2 separate regions of the Anas platyrhynchos genome follow, and region 2 is linked to region 1. The links are chromatin contacts, called in public Hi-C maps. All regions are on one chromosome and are shown on one strand. Each heading gives the region's core, a stretch centred on a gene start, on an enhancer-like site or on the middle of the called end of the contact. The rest is flanking DNA. Distances are from core to core; before and after follow the strand shown. Region 1 has its middle 20 kb from the start of RBPJ. Region 2 has its middle 21 kb from the start of SEL1L3.

Region 1 (3,438 bases), core at 174-2,673:
TGAGAAAACAAAAAATGCAATACAATGTGTTGTTTTTTCCAAAGTCAGTGACATCCTTCAGTGATCAAACCCAGAATGTTCCAGGATTGTCATGGACCCCGTCAGACCAGAGCTTCCAGTGTGGAAGGCCTAAATAGCCAGCTCGTGGCCCTAAGTTTCACTGTCCTCTGACTCCTGAGATTTCATTTTAGAAGGAAAAGATTCGGAGTCTCCTCTTGCCTGTATTTTTACCTTTTTTTCTTTTTATTTTCTGTTTTTCACCATTAGGTTCTGCAGTCAATTCCATCTTTTCACATCACATTTCTTCCCTGCTCCAAATAGATAGCCTGGCAAGCACAAAGACTTCGAAGTACTACAACCAAGTTAAGAGTGTGTGTAGAAGTGATGGAGGATTTAAGATGAGAAGTTGAAAAGAGCTACCTGGCAGTATACGTATCAGTTCTTTGAATAGTTTTGGACCAAGACATCCTGAAGATTATTTAATTTTATCATGGTCTCAGTTTTCATTTCAAAATAAGTCCCTCTGAAGAAATATTTATGCCCATACGGATGCCTGAGTGTGCAGTCCGGAACAATAGCTGTGAGTAACACTGATCGGCGTCATGAGGTTCAGAGAGAGATGTTCAGTAGCTCAGGGCTTGCTGACAACCTTATGAAGTGACTCTGTGCCAAGACAAGAAGAATGTGAAGACCCTATTAAACTAAACCCACTAAAGCCTTGGCTTTTGGAGTAATTGCTAAAGCCTCTTTGCCTCTGTCAGCCTGTGATGGGAAATGGGAATGAACTGTAGGATGGCCGTGAAAAGCCAGAACCACGCAAGCTTCATGTCACGCTGTGCCTTGGGCAGAGGCTTGCTGTAATCTGACCCTGGCCTCAGCATCTCTTTCCCCGAACTGCAAATCATTCCATTACCATCATGCTGTTTTACCATCATACAAATGTGAATTTACCCTATGACAGAACAAGCCATATCTCTTGATGGAATAGATTTCGCCATCCCGTCTCGTGTGTGTGCTTTATGCTGCAGGTCCTACGTAAGCCTAAGAAAAACCTTCTGATGTGTACTACTGATTGTTTACATAGGTTATCAGAGGGGAAAAAAAAAAAAAAAAAAAAAAAAAAAGAAACAGGAAAGGAAAGCTGGCAGCTGACACTGCCAAGAGACCTGGCAATGTCTAGAATCACAATCGGATCATTTCCAGTCAATAGGCTCTGTTCTCATTTAAAAAACAAAAATACAAAAAACAACACAAAACCCTTCCTAGAAAGTTGCTGCACTGTTATTTTTCCTCCATTACAGTCAGTGCAGAGGAATACTTGCACTGACTCCTGCCCTCAGACCCGAAGCAGGCGATACCGTGAGGTACTTCCAGGCAGAAAGTGGAAGGCACAGCTTGCCAAGAGGTGCGGTAAGATATGGTGGTTTATACAAGCTCAACACAAGCAATGCTGCTTGGAGCTGTGATCACGGTTCTGTGCGATAACGGCCTCTTAATGATAATGAAATCACAGACTTGTAATGCAAATAGAAATCAATGCCAAAATAAGGAGGAAGAATGCGATAAAGCTTAGGACTTAGGCATGTTTCTCATCTTCAGGTCAGGCTCTGCAAGAGGGCTAGAAAAGACGCGTGCTGGAGGACTCAGAATCCAGCTGCCTGCGTTTCATATTTGCCTGTAGCAGAGGGAACATTTCCTTGCCCAGCTCAGCCAGCCCTCACTGTACTCTTCTGAAATTAAAATATCAGAGAGAATATACTAATTCAGTTTTAATGAAAGTCCAACTCAAATTGTGTCAGACAACAGAAACGTGTTTAAATTTATGTTGTATCAGCCCGTCTGTTATCAGCTCATTCACATGTACAGACAATACAGGAGACTTTGTTAGGGTGAAATCAAAGTTGCAAACTCACATCAGTATCTCAGGTGCTCTAATCCCTGCTAATCCAGGCTCAAGCTTCAGAAGTCTTTGGCTTTAGATATAAAACTATTCCCATAAAGTTAAGCATTTGAGGATCAAGACTGTAATTTTTGAAAATGCTGACTCATTTTCTAATAAAAACTTGCCTGAAGAAATGCGACATAAGCAAAACTCAGATTTAAACTTCAGCATCAGCATAAATATTAGACATTTGTGTTAGCATCAGCTAGAGAGGGAAAAAAAAAAAAAAAGAGAGAAAAAAAAAAGAGAAGGAAAAGAAACTCAAACGCAAGTAATCACAGTGACAAGGAGCTCTAACAGGAATACCGTATGAGAAGATGCATCAGCATTTCTTTTGACATCTTAGTCATCAGGAGCACAGGGATGGTGGTTGTAATGCTGCAGAAGTGGTGGTTGTAATACTGTAGAAGCAGGACAGTGATAAATTCACTTCATGTTCTGTTATGGTGTTGGATTCCAGATCCAAAACACAAGGATTATCTCCTGGCATCATAAGAATGTAAAAAAGTGACTTTTATTCCACTTCCAGTTATAAAACCATTAAAGACAGGGGCACTGCAGGGTTTCTGTTAATTCTACTCACTCCCATCAAGTACAGATATTTTAGTGACATGAAAACAAAACAAACAAACAAAAAAGGCCCCTTTTGAAAATATTATTTATTCTAAGGCAATTTTCTAACCAGAAAAGAAAAACAAAGAAGAAAACAAACAATCTTAGTCTTCTCAGAAGCTGTTGACATGGAGGAAGATATCATGCTATTTGCTTTTGGCATTTAACTCAGACACACTCAGGAGACTTGGGATCCTAGTTCTACGCTGTCATCCCGAGATAAGAGAAGACCAAAGAGCACCTATTAGACACTGGAGCTGCCTACAGGTTACAGTGCCTGTTACTTCCCTCTGCTCTCCAAGGCAACTGGGGTATTTCGTTTCGGAGATACTGGCTGTTAGATCACGTGCTTCAATACACCAGTGCAAGACCAAGAGCTGTTGATACAGGGAAAACAAAGCAATGCTTGTAGGCTGAGATGTCAGAGAGATGACAAAAGCTTTATCTGAGAAGGGAACCAAAAAAAGAAAAAATAAAAGATGTTATTCAGTCGGAACTTGTTGGGAAACTACCAGTTTCTGCTGGTTTTTTTTTTTCTTGCCAAAAAGACAAAGACGTTTTCTCCTGAAGGTTGACAGGGATAGGACATTGGCACGCAGCAATTTCATATCTGGAGGTACTCCAGGCCAATGAAAGTGTAAAAGAAGATAGCCTTGAAATAAATAGACTTAGGTGCCCCAATCTTCATCAAGACCTAATCCTGATGTGAGCTACTTCAGATGGCAACAATTGTCTGTGCCAGACTCCCAAACACACCCTTGTCAGTGAACTTTTTATGTTTGGGAGAAGGAGGGAAATATTGGATGAGTTAACTGTGGCTGAGGAAATCCTGGTTCCTTGTTGCGGGCTGAGTAGGAATATTTTTGAGTTTAGCTCTTCTGCAA
Region 2 (3,498 bases), core at 48-2,547, 59 kb after region 1:
AGGGGGGAAAAAAAGAAGATAAATTTGAAAAACAAACCAGGGTGTGTCAACTCACTGCCAGCAGCTGAGCAACAAAACAGGAAAGTACTAAACAGTGAAATTTATTTATACTTTGTGGCAACAGGCTCCAGAGAACAAATTATTAGCAGAAGGAGCCAGTCACAGCACATGCAAGGCTTCCCTCAAATCAAACAGATATGGCTGTCACAGTGGGCAGCCAGAGAGCAGAGAGTGTGGAACAGAGGGAAAAAATACACGACTGAAAGGATTTCGTAGTTAAGGAACTCCGAGCAGAAAGCTCTCTATCTGGCAACACATGGAGAGGAAGAACCATCCCCGAGTCACCCCAGGGCCGTTAGTCCGCAGGGCTCTGCTGGAAACTGTTCAAGGAAGTGCAGTCCTGCTGGCTCCTACCTCACTGCCACCCCCTGGCACCTACCCAGAGCCAGGTGACATTTATTTGGCAGCACATTCTTCACTAGAAAAACAACCTGAAATCCCTGAATTAACACTCTGCTGCTGGCTAAAGAGACGGTCCTCTTCTGTGTGCCACTGAAGACTCACAGGTGACCTCTGGTTCTCCAAATAAGCATCCAAAGTGATATTTGTTGGTCCATGAGGAAAATACAGGATTAAGCCTAAAGCTGCAAACATATGAAGACACTACTTCTCTCCCTTTTGGATCACTGGACATTTCTATGCATTAGACATTTGCTGAATATTCAGTCAAGACATAGATATGGCACAACCTGGTACAAACCAACTTTTAATTGCAATAATCAACTCAGTATTTCACTTTTTCTGATTTCTTCCCCCTCCGAAGAAGCAGAAGAAAAGAGAGATGCATCTTTGTGACTTGTCTTTTGCCTTCACTCCAGGTCTTAGGTTATTTTTCCTCTTAAAAATTGGACAACTGTGCCTCTGTGCTGAAGTGACAGCATTTCATACCCTCCCACCTGAGCTGGCTGCACAGTAGCTTGCTCAGGTCCCCTTGACAGTGTAGCTGCATCAGCATGAGCTCAGCTCCAGCTGCAGACACCATCTACACAGCTAAGGAAGTACTCGGTCACGTAACCACAGCAGTCCCAAAATCGGTGTGGGCTCTCTGGCTGGCAGTAACCAAAGCAGGTAGCAATCATGTGGTTCAGACAGGCCTGCAAACACTGGAGTTAGCTTGCGTTTGTTAACGCTTCTCAAAACGTTTTGAGATCTGGGGTGAAAGATGCTGCATCAGCACAAAAGCATTCCTGCAGCAGTAAACATGCTTGGCTGGCCCGCTGCCTTGTCTTGATTTGCCTCAAGTAAATACGGTCATTTACTGCATGCTTCACCTTCTGATGGAACATCTGCTGTCTGTGAGGAGCCAAATCGCAGACAGACTCTCAATCCTCCTGAGATACCTCTGGCTAACAGCACGCATAGCTTTCCTCAGAGGCCAGCATGTCACTGAACAGTTGGCTTACTGTAAACCATCGCATGCTGTAGGTGTTCCCAGCTGCCTCGTGCTGCGTTTGTGTCACAGCCCGAGTTCCTGAGGAGCTCGTGCAGTCCGAGACAAGCTTTTATACCTACCATGGGAGCAGCGTGTTTCTTATAAAACAGTTCTTTACATCAGCAAAGAAGAAAATGGAGAGCAAAAGTAGGGGCTCTTGAGGGAAGATGAAGAGTGGAATGTGAAAGGAGGGGTTCAGTGATAGTAACGCTGCTCAGCTTACCGGAGAGCACTTCTCCAGGAACAGGGAAGGACAAAAAGAAAAATAATTATAAGACCATGCAGACAGTGGTGAAATCAGAGGAAAGCAGGTGGTCAAGATGCACACAATGAACACAGTGCAAGTTCTAGCCGAAAACACACAGAGCAATTTCATCCAAAACTTAGCGATCCAATAAAACATTCAAAGGCAAAGGAAGATGTGGCAGAAGTCTGAGGAAATTTTCCTGTATGATCACCACCACTGACTGGAAACTAAAGAAAGGAGGACTGTGGCAGGCTGTAGGAACGTGACTGTGAGGATCCTGGTCTGAGTCAGGCTGCTCACCATGAAGGAGGCAGTGCTAGGGCTGAAGTCTGAGGGCATCACGCGGCCGAGAAAGAAGCTGGAGCACCCTTTAAGTCATATGAGGAAAAGATAATATAGATGGTTCTTCAAAAACATAGATTAGGTTGGAAAAATGCCCAGATTCTGTACACTGTAGGAGAAGATAAGCCAAAGTCTTACCAGCTTAGATCTCTGTAGAGTCTGGTTACACTCCTACCTGCAAAGGAGCTGCTCTCAGCCTGTGTCAGCTCCAGCCTTGTCCCCCTCCATACCCAGTATTACCATCTCGATAGCAGCTTCAGGCAAGAGCACAAAGTCACACTGATCCAGCCAGGGATTCCTCAGCGCTCTCTCCCACCCAGAGAAAAGTTTTAGGTATCACAAATGGATAATGACAGATGGTGGCATGTAGACCCCTGTGCTAAACCAGTCGGTCAAAGCCCAGCAGCTGAAGTTTTCCCTACATATCCAAGAAGGCAGGCTTACATCTATTACCCCTGCTTCAGAGTTTGAAAATATGAGGAGTAAGAGATTTTTTTTATTATTATTTTATTTTAAAGATAGCCATGATGTTCTGTTTTATACTAACATGTTGTATTTGCCTGGCTTATCCAGTTTAATATAGATACAGGTTTCTTTGCCCCTCCACCCAAATACCTCAGAAAGCTTGCCCTACTCTAAAATAAAACAAGATAAATACAGTATAACTATTATTTTTTTTCAAGGCTGAACAGTGGGAGCTGCTTCCACAAGGGCAAGATATGCCCAACTAATTGAACAATATCTTGCCTATGAGACAAGCAGGAGCTCCCTGTCGTCACTGGGCTCTGCACCTGGCAAGCTTCCTACCTCTCACAAGGCCAATGTCACTGGAGTTTTTGGCTCAGTGCAAGGCAGCAAATGGCTCTTGCAGCTGCATCACACTGACTGCAAGAATACATCTCCTGAACTCACGCCACCAAGGTGAGCATGAAGGACAGAGCAGAGCGCAGTTAGGGAGCTAATGTGTAGAAGAACGTGCAGAAACTATAGATAAAAAATAAGGACTCTACGTTCCCTCATGTTTAAGACAAATCTTTCAATCATTACGACAGGCAGTATTTGGGGGCTGACTTATTTTGGGGGTCAGCCTCTCTTTGGATAAGTACATCACATGGAGTATGAGTGGGATCCAGAAGCATGGGCAGAACGATAGTCTGCGACCAACAGCTGTGGTCACCCGGGTAGGCTGCACAAATCTGGTGCATGGATAAATTTATAAAAGTGACAACAGCTTTTGGGGGAGACAACTGGAGCAGGTGACCTAAGTAGGCAGGTAAGGTGATCTTGTTACGGATACACTCTATGGGCACGTGGAAGACTACCAGGGACTAAAACTTGGATCCTTTGCATCGCCGTGAGCGTTGTAAACATCTAACTATTGGCTAGTTTTGGGGAGGGAACGCTCATTCCCATATCT

The links. Hi-C and Micro-C count contacts between places; a contact is called where the count stands out from the background.
Region 2: a Hi-C map of skeletal muscle shows a contact between it and region 1, with 4 times the contacts expected there. The contact joins two enhancer-like sites. A contact is called at or near these places in 3 of 8 Hi-C or Micro-C datasets (liver, skeletal muscle and subcutaneous adipose tissue).

What each region holds. Positions count from the first base shown.
Region 1 is chr4:60,670,323-60,673,760 of IASCAAS_PekinDuck_T2T, forward strand. No RefSeq gene overlaps it. Among named protein-coding and RNA genes, the nearest start is that of RBPJ, 20 kb to the left of the region's middle. Within about 2 kb of position 1,424, at least 4 of the 8 cell types and tissues checked have an H3K27ac peak or open chromatin away from gene starts, as enhancers often do.
Region 2 is chr4:60,729,639-60,733,136 of IASCAAS_PekinDuck_T2T, forward strand. No RefSeq gene overlaps it. Among named protein-coding and RNA genes, the nearest start is that of SEL1L3, 21 kb to the right of the region's middle. Within about 2 kb of position 1,298, at least 4 of the 8 cell types and tissues checked have an H3K27ac peak or open chromatin away from gene starts, as enhancers often do.